Regions from separate parts of the Mus musculus genome. Here all the other regions are linked to region 2. The links are chromatin contacts, called in public Micro-C and promoter capture Hi-C maps. All regions are on one chromosome and are shown on one strand. The core of a region is the stretch at or near the end of the contact, and the rest is flanking DNA. Distances in the headings are between cores, read along the strand shown. Region 1 holds the start of Sema4f (sema domain, immunoglobulin domain (Ig), TM domain, and short cytoplasmic domain). Region 2 holds the start of 2310069B03Rik (RIKEN cDNA 2310069B03 gene). Region 3 has its middle 9.2 kb from the start of Gm32591.

Region 1 (2,700 bases), core at 77-2,576, 58 kb after region 2:
CATTTATGCTTTTTCCATGTCTTCATAAAGAACCTAAACCCTATCTTGTTTTATTAAATATATAATTTTTATGTTTCTTTAAACATAATGTGTGTGTGTATGTATGTATGTATGTATGTATGTATGTATGTATATTAGTGTCTGTATATATGCACTATAAGTAACCACAGAATCCTGTTCCCTCGGAGCTGGAATTGCAGGTGGTTGTAAGCCACTGACATGGGTGCTGGGAACAGAACTCAGATCTCCTGGGAAAGCCGCCAAATGCTCTTAACAACAGAGCCATCTCTCCAGCCCCTCCTTTGTTTTGTGTGAAGAACTTTGAATGGGCTCATTGAAGTGTTTTCTAGCACTCAAAGTAGGGAATGGGCAGGGGGAGCAGCGGACATTCGGGGAATTAAAGTTAAAGTGAATTGATAGCGGAGGATGGATGTCAGCCATAAGGAAAGTGGGCAGGAGGGATACAGGTCTGGATGAGGGTGGGAGGGCATTTAAAAGGATGACGTGGGGGTGGGGGGAATGAAGCTAAAAGGGCGGAAATTCTGGGCTAGGGATGACCCATTAGAATGAAAGAGCAAGAAGACAGGGAATAGCAGGAGCTTGGAAATGAAGTGATGGGTGTGGGTGTATGTGTGGGCAACAGGGATAAAGGACTGAAATGGACAACCTTGGGCAAACCCCAGGCCCTCCATGGGCCTCAGTATCCAGGTCTACAGGGTAAAGGACTGCACCCTAATGAAAAGAGGGGCTTCGGGAGCACCCTGGTTGTGTCTTGGGAGCTGAGGTGCAGGGCCAGGTTGGGGGTGGGATAGGTGGGATGGAGTAAGGTGGGGTGGGATGAGATGAGATAGAAAGATGCAGGGTAGAAGTCTCAGCTTTGGTCCCACAGGGGTGTGCACCGTGCAGAGGGGCCTTAGATGGCTGTCACTGGAGTTAGCAGGGCAGGTGGGTGTGGGCACCTGCTGGCAAGGGCAGGGTACCGTGCGAAGGGCTGAGGACAAGGGTTCCTGCATCTTACCGGAGATGGGCAGCGAGGTTCTGGGCACCGAGCGGGGGACGCGGCCGCACACCGGGGCGCTCAGCATCGCCAGCAGCAGCAGCAGCAGCGACGACGGCGGCGGGAAGAGAGAGACCGGAGGCGGCCGGGGGCCCGGGCGGGGCCGCTCGGCCCTGGCCAGCATCTCTGGCTCCGCCTGGTGCCGGGTGGGGCGCGTCGGGCAGCCTCTACTCAGTACCGCTACTGCGCGGGCCTCGGCCCCTCTCGGGTACCCTCGGCCGAGCTCGGCCTGCAGCGGTGAGATGAAACACAACCCGACTCCTCCCACTCACAAAGGAACCAATGGAGGACCGGTTTCTTCCTATAACCAATGAAAATTGAGTGGAGGAGGGACGAGGAAGAGAGGCCCTACCCAGGTGTAGGCGGAGCTAGGACAGGTGTAGGTGTGGGTTTCTTCCTCAGAAGGATGGAAACGTTCCTAGGTCTGGAGTCACCAGTGAATTTGTAGCAGTTGCTCCAAATCCCCAAATATCCATATCTGTGCTACTAAGAGCACCAGATTTTTCAGATTTTTATTTATTTTTTTTGTTCCTGTAAGATGGCTCAGTGAGTATAAGGGGCCAGCTGCTAAACTTGAAGTCTGAGTTGGATTTAACCACTGCCCCCACCCCGGGACCCAACAACATGGAAAGCAGAGAATCCACTTGCTCAGATGGTCCTCTGACTTCCACATGCACGCCATGGTACTAATGGCCTCCAACACACATACACACAATAAATAAATTAAAATGCAAATATACTTATGAATATATTAGTTACTTTTCTCATTGCTAAGGTCCAACTTAAGGAAGGGTTTATTTTGGTTCACAGTTGGAAGATATAGTCTGCCATGATGGAAAAGCAGGGTGGCAAAAAACTGAAAAGTCTGGTCACATTGCATCTGCAATAGGAAGAAGAGAGCTTAGCCCAGAGTATGGTGCCATCCATAGTCAGGGTGGGTCTTCCCACCTCAACAAAATCGAGAGACTCCCTCACAGTAGCTCGTCCAGTTTTGTCTCTGGGTGGTTCTAGACTCTATCAAGTAGACATTGTTAACGGTCCCACTTTGAATCATTGGGCTGGAGAGATAGTCCAGGGGTTAAGAGCACTGACTCCTCTTCCAGAGGTTCTGAGTTCAATTCCCAGCAACTACATGGTGGCTCACAATCATCTGTAATGGGATCTGATGCCCTTTTCTGGTGTGTCTGAAGAGAACAATAGTGAATACATTAAAAAAAAAAGTAAAATAAATAAAATAAAAGAACTAAGGAGACTGGGAAGTGTGCTGGCCAGAGTCAGGAATGACCACTGTGTATTTGAGAGGAGACTCCACAGAAATACACCCAATGCAGTAGACCTGGAGTGGTGCCTTGGCCCTGTTCTTCACGTAAAACTACCTCATTTCTAGGCAGCCTTTAAGGAGTCAAGTGCCCAGGTTTTCTACAGAAGCTGTGGTTTAGGGCAGGACTCTGACATGTGAAGTAACTTCCTCCTGTCTCAGAGGGAACTTGCGCTTACCAGGTGTTTCACTTATGATTCCGTATCATCTCCTTGCCATCCTGGGAGGGAGACCTGAAACAGAAGTTAACATCCCCAGTGGTGTGCTATTGGGAACTGTATTGGGATTTGCTGTCTCAGATGCAGGGTTGACAGACTTCCTACAA
Region 2 (2,846 bases), core at 285-2,784:
GAGAAACCCTGTCTCAAAAAACAGAAAAAAGACAAAGGGAAGAAAAAAAAAAAAAGCCCTCCTCCCAAGGACTTGCCTGCAACTTCTGTACGGCGTCTTGAGTTGGGGCTCATCTCTGCCTTATGAATATGAGCATTCCTGAACAGAGCACATTGAAGTCTGTTAGCTATTGTGTGTGTGTAAGTTCACATGCATGTATGCACATATGCACATAGGTACCTTCAGAAACCAGGCATTAGTTACTAGGTACCACAGAGCTGTGATTCTCAGCCTGTGGGTTGCACAGGCCATCCTTTGGGGGAGTTGAATGACCCTTTCATAAAGGTCACTTCAGACCACCAGAAAACGCAGATATTTGCTATAACAGTAGCAAAATTACAGTTATGAAGTAGCAACAAAATAATTTCATGGTTGGAGGTCACCCCCCATGAGGAACCATGTTAAAGGGTGGTAGCATTAGGAAGGTTGAGAATCACTTATATATGGACCGTTGTGAGCCACTTGATACAGTTCTGGGAACTTAGCTCTGGCCCTCAACAAGAGCAGCAAGTGTTTACCATTAGGGACACCTCTTCAGCATCAGGTATCTTTTAAAAATTTTTATTAAATTTTTATATAAATTTTATACAATTTTTTTTATTTATGTGTGTGCATAGGCAGGTGTGTAAGGAGGCCAGGAGAGGGCGCTGTGCTGGGAAATGAACTTAGGTCCTCTGGAAGAGCAGCAAACTGCTCTTGACCCTGGTCACTGCTCATACATCCTTCCCACCAAAATCTGTTATCTTTTTAACTATGATTAGCCTAATTTTTGTTTGTTTGCTTGCTTGCTTATTTTTGTTTTTCGAGACAGGGTTTCTATGTAGTCCTGGCTGTCCTGAAACTCATTTTGAAGACCAACCAGGCTGGCCTCGAACTCACATAGATCCTCAGCTTCAGCCTCCAGAGTGCTGGGACCAAAAGTGTGTGCCACCATGCCCGTCGATTATCCTGTCTTTAAAGGGAGAAACAGAGAACCCTGAGGAGGAAAGGTGGGGTGCAAATTAATCAACACTGCCTGGTCTAAAATAAAAAGTCTCAAGACCAGGACCCCAAACCATCTTCTCTGCCTCTCCAGGGGCCTGCACTAAGGGGCCAGCCAGCCAGTCAGGGGAACGCCACAGTAGCCCACTCTTGGAGGTCCCAAGCAGATGACCTTGTGGTCCCCAGGAGTGGCAGCACGGAGGGCGGACATGCTCAGATCTCAGTGGCTGTTGGCAAGGTTACATAAAATTTTATGAAGCACGCAGGACTGGCCCTGGAGCTGGCAGGAGGGCGGAGGAGAGAGCCTCATAACCACGCAGGCTATTGATCACTCAGCCTCTGCTCACAGTCCCCCACACCCAACCCACCCGCAAAGGCGTCCTACCCGCTGGGCAAAGAATGCTGCTCCCGCACTGGCCTAGGGCCCAACCTGCGCTGCAGGTCTGCAGGACCCACCGAGCCTGCTCCGGTGGCCTTTCCAGTGGACCTAAACTGGTGAAGGTTAGAAGAGTGAGGCTTTGTATCACAAGTTTCTGACTCAGTATTCTGATGCTCAAGTTACTCACAACCCCGAGCGCCCTCGCGCGTTGGCCATGCGCACTTCCTTCAATGCAGCCGACTGGGCCATCGGGCCTGGAGGGAGGACTCAGAGCAGGGTAGCAGATATTCCAATTTATGCTTGCCCTTTAGATATGCTTGTTCTGAAAAGAACGATAGCTCAATAGCTGTCAACAGACAGAATCTAGCTCTCTCACCTCTCTCCCATCCTCCCTCCTTCCCTGCCTTCCTCTCCTCTCCTGTCCTCTCCTGTCCTCTCCTGTCCTGTCCTGTCCTGTCCTATCCTGTCCTCTCCTCTCCTCTCCTCTCCTCTCCTCTCCTCTCCTCTCCTCTCCTCTCCTCTCCTTCCTTCTTCCTCTTCTTTGTTTTGAACCCCCTTATGCCTCTTCTGACCCAGTCTCTCCATTTAGTCCAAACTGGCCTTGAACTCCCAGCAGTTCTCCTGCCTCAGTTCATCAGCCTGGCCACATTTCCTGTTGATGAACTCCTACACCACAAATGCTATTCAGAAGTGTAAGGTAACATTCGCCACCAAAGCTTGTAGTTGGGGCGGCTCATTCAGAACAGATTTTCTACCCCTACTACAGCAATGTCCTTGAGATTTCCATTACAGCCTGCTCCGCCCTGTCTGCATTGCTCAGAATGACCAGTAGACATCACTTGTGGGTCATCACAGCATAGCTGGTTACTCTACCAGCTTACTGTGAGCGAGGAACTCTTTCCAAACCTAAGCAGCTATTACAGAAGTATTTAAAGGACAGCATTCGCGTGGTGGCTCACGGAGGGCACTGAGTTGGAGTCTTAACACCAACTATCGCTAGTTTGTCATCTTGAAGTTACCTTTGTGTGCATTAGCTCCACACCTGCCACCTGGAAATAACAGAGTCTTCGTGAGACAGAGTCTCAGGTACCCCAGGCTGGCCTCAAATTCACTATGTAGCCAAGGATGACCTTGAGCTGACCTTGAGAGTGGAATTAGGGGTTCATGCCACCATTGCCAGTTTACGTGGCACCTGATAGTAAACCAGGGCTCGGTACATGCTATGAAGGCATTCTACTAGCGGAGTTATGGCCACAGCCTCTGTGGCTCCCTTTAATTGAGATAGTATACACAGTCCTTTAGAACTGAAAAAAGAAATGTGCTCTGCACCTGAACATCTGGGCGTGGACTGTTTGGGGACTTGGGGTGAGTCACTTCCTTTCTCTCTGCCTCAGTTTTCATCTACAAGATGGGTTTGAGAAGATTGTTTATGAAATCCCAGCACTTG
Region 3 (2,700 bases), core at 191-2,690, 60 kb before region 2:
GGGCACAGTGTTTCTGAGAGGGTGGTAGAGTAGCCTTCCATTCCTGAGTCTAAAGGACACTTTGAGGTCTCGCCTGCCTAAGAGGGTTTCTCTAATGGTCTTTTTTGTACGATAAAAGGTTCTGTACAGTGAGATAAATGGCCTTACTCTGTAAAGGCCTGGGAGCCATCAAATGACAGGCTCAGTAGATGCTGTTCAATTCTTAACTGTTCCTGCCTTTATCTCCACTTCTGATTCATAATTCTGGTGTGGCTCCTCTCCAAGTGCCCGAGTTTCAACAGATTCTCATGCTGAAATGAATTTACATTTACCTTACTACAGATTTCCATATCCCATTCAGACATTAATAAAACACTCTGGGTGGAGAACTAGACATTTGCATAATGCTTCAGATAATTCTTTGGTGGTGGTGGTGGTGGGCCCAGGCTGGCTTCAAACTGGCTATGTGGCCAGGGATGGTCTTGAACTTCTGATCCTCCTGCCTCTGCCTCCTGGGCTGCAGCATAGATCACTGTGCCTAGTTCATGCTGTGCTGGGGCTTTGTGCATGCCAGACAAGCACTCTGTGAACTAAGCTACATCCCCAGGCCCCTCACACAATTATCTAACACTTGGAAGTCATTCCATCCCTCCCACCTTCTGGAGGGGCAAAGGAAGCCAAAAGAACAGAGATTCATTGTCTGTGGTCATCCTATACTAGGATAAGACCCCAAATCTAGGACCTTTATTTCCAATCTTGATGCTTTCTCAGTGATACTTTGTTGACCCAGGGTCTGTAGACCCTTCTACCTGACTTAGGCAAAACTAAATAAGACTTAATAACCATAAATTCTGTCTGCTTCATCTGACCTTGTTTCCACCCACCATGTAATCTGAGGGAGCAAGGAGAAGAGAGGACAGTAGGGCAGCTGCCACTTGATCTGAGAAGGAAGGAATTTCCCACCTGAACAGCCCAGGTACTAGGTGAGACACCTAACTGCTAAACGCTCCACCCAACTGCAAGAAGCCCCAGTGTGAGAGAGGCTGTTTTCTTCCCAAACCTCTGTCTCTGTTTCTCCTCCTCAGCTGTTTCCGGGGATGAGAAGAAGAGAGAAAAAAAGCTCTAGAGTATACCTTTCAGACCCATAACACAAACAGAGGAACCTAGAGGTTGTGAGTGGAAAGGACACCCTGATAGTTGCCATGACAACACCTCTATTCCCTGCCCTAGCTGCTACGTGCAGCCTGACATGTGTACTCTTCAGGTCTCTTGGAAGGCGCTGCTGCCTCTCACTTGCCCAGGGTTTGCAAGTGAGAAGCTAATCCAGGGATTCAGACAAGGACATCCAAAAGCAATTGTGGGACCTTACATCATCTGGGGCTGGAGGCTCCCTCCGGTCTGTGGACCCTCAAGGAGAGGCCTCTGCATTCTCCTCCCACTTCAGGGCCAGGCTTTTGGAAAGGGCTTGGACTCCAGAGTGACTCAATACAGGAAGTTGTCTCTCAGGCTCCTAGAAGCTTGTCTGTGGGAGGAAGTGAAAGGAGCAGAACCTGGTGCTGGGGGGAGGGGGGCATTGTTGGGGGGGTGAGGAGAGGGGCTGAGGGATGGGGGGTGGGGGAGATAGAGAGGGGTGGGCCCTGGTTCTTCAGGTGGTTTCTGAGAACCCCTTCTTCATTTCTCTGAAACCTGTTGTCCACTGGTCTGCTGGGCCCCAAACTGTAAGCCATCAAGGTGTTTAAAAAGTGGTAAAATTGTTACCAGCACTCACTGATGTACCAAAGGACTAGAGTTCAGTTCCCAGCATCCACATCAGGTGGCTCACAAGCCCCTGTAAGGCCAGCTTCCAGCTTCCTTGGTCTCCACTGGCACCTGTATGCATGTGCACATACCCACATATATAATCCAAAATGATAGTAATCTGGTGTGTTTTATTTTGAGACAGGGTCTCTCTACGTAGTCCTGGCTGTCCTGAAGCTCCCTAGGTACACCAGGCTGGCATCTAACTCAAAGAGATCCTCCTGCCTCTGCCTCCTAAATGCTTGGGTTAAAGGTGTAAGTCACCACATTCAGCCTAAAAATAAATAAATTTTTAAAGTGAGAAAAGAAAAAAAGAAAGGAAGGAAGAGAGAGAGAGAGAAACGCTCCAGTCATTGGGCTGGCACTGCTCTTGCAGAGGACCTTGGTTTGATTCCAGAGCCATGTCAGATGGTCCACAGCAGCCTGTTACTCCAGTTCCTGTGGGACCCGTGTCTTTAGCCTTCATGACTACACATGCACACAGTTAAAATAAATGCTTTTTTAAAAACTGTGATCTCTTGAATCATCCTCCTTCCAACACCTCACACCCCTCCCCTACACTCACACATGCATGAATGCATGCACATGCATACAAGCGTGTATGCACACTCAGCCATGCACACACATGCATACATGCATGCATATTCTGTGGCACCAGCTGACCAAGAGTGGAATTGCTGAAAGCAACAGGAAAAGGAAGGGCTCCGTGCAATCTGGCCTTCACATCCTGGAGCGTAGTTTTAACCCTCCATCCTTATGCCTGTGGATACCTAGCGAGGACACAGAGCACCTACCCAGCGAGCATGCACTAGGTACTTAGCCTGATCCCAGCAGAGAAAGGAAAAACAGAAATCCCAATAGCCTCCTCTCCTTCTATCTGGACCTAAGGAGTGTTTCTTGGGAATGAGCAGATAAATAGACTTC

The links. Promoter capture Hi-C pulls out the DNA fragments that hold promoters and counts their contacts. Hi-C and Micro-C count contacts between places; a contact is called where the count stands out from the background.
Region 1: a contact with region 2 is called in a promoter capture Hi-C map of second pharyngeal arch cranial neural crest, with 3 times the contacts expected there. The contact joins the promoter of Sema4f here to the promoter of 2310069B03Rik in region 2. A contact is called at or near these places in 16 of 39 promoter capture datasets (the 3T3-L1 cell line, 3T3-L1-derived adipocytes, the SN4741 cell line and 12 more), 2 of 15 datasets of contacts at CTCF or cohesin (CD8 T cells and the NIH/3T3 cell line), 3 of 115 datasets of contacts at active chromatin or transcription factors (CD8 T cells, embryonic stem cells and pancreatic cancer cells) and 3 of 9 other capture datasets (adipose tissue, liver and macrophages).
Region 3: a contact with region 2 is called in a Micro-C map of the G1E-ER4 cell line, with 2.0 times the contacts expected there. The contact joins the enhancer-like site here to the promoter of 2310069B03Rik in region 2. A contact is called at or near these places in 3 of 15 datasets of contacts at CTCF or cohesin (CD8 T cells, embryonic stem cells and stem cell-derived epiblast-like cells), 24 of 484 Hi-C or Micro-C datasets (ECoMG myeloid progenitors, the F1.1 cell line, the G1E-ER4 cell line and 11 more), 9 of 115 datasets of contacts at active chromatin or transcription factors (CD8 T cells, the HPC-7 cell line, acute myeloid leukemia and 3 more) and 1 of 9 other capture datasets (embryonic stem cells).

Annotation. Positions count from the first base shown.
Region 1 is chr6:82,938,443-82,941,142 of GRCm38.p6, forward strand. It overlaps Sema4f (sema domain, immunoglobulin domain (Ig), TM domain, and short cytoplasmic domain), which reads right to left and starts at 1,327. Exons shown (of 14, transcript NM_011350.4): 1 at 1,019-1,327. The coding sequence starts at 1,181.
Region 2 is chr6:82,880,319-82,883,164 of GRCm38.p6, forward strand. It overlaps 2310069B03Rik (RIKEN cDNA 2310069B03 gene), which reads right to left and starts at 1,535. Exons shown (of 4, transcript NR_040520.1): 1 at 1,451-1,535; 2 at 919-991; 3 at 77-138.
Region 3 is chr6:82,820,716-82,823,415 of GRCm38.p6, forward strand. No RefSeq gene overlaps it. Among named protein-coding and RNA genes, the nearest start is that of Gm32591, 9.2 kb to the right of the region's middle. Within about 2 kb of position 1,441, at least 120 of the 459 cell types and tissues checked have an H3K27ac peak or open chromatin away from gene starts, as enhancers often do. A contact at or near this core is called in CD8 T cells, the G1E-ER4 cell line, the HPC-7 cell line and 9 more, where this site is marked.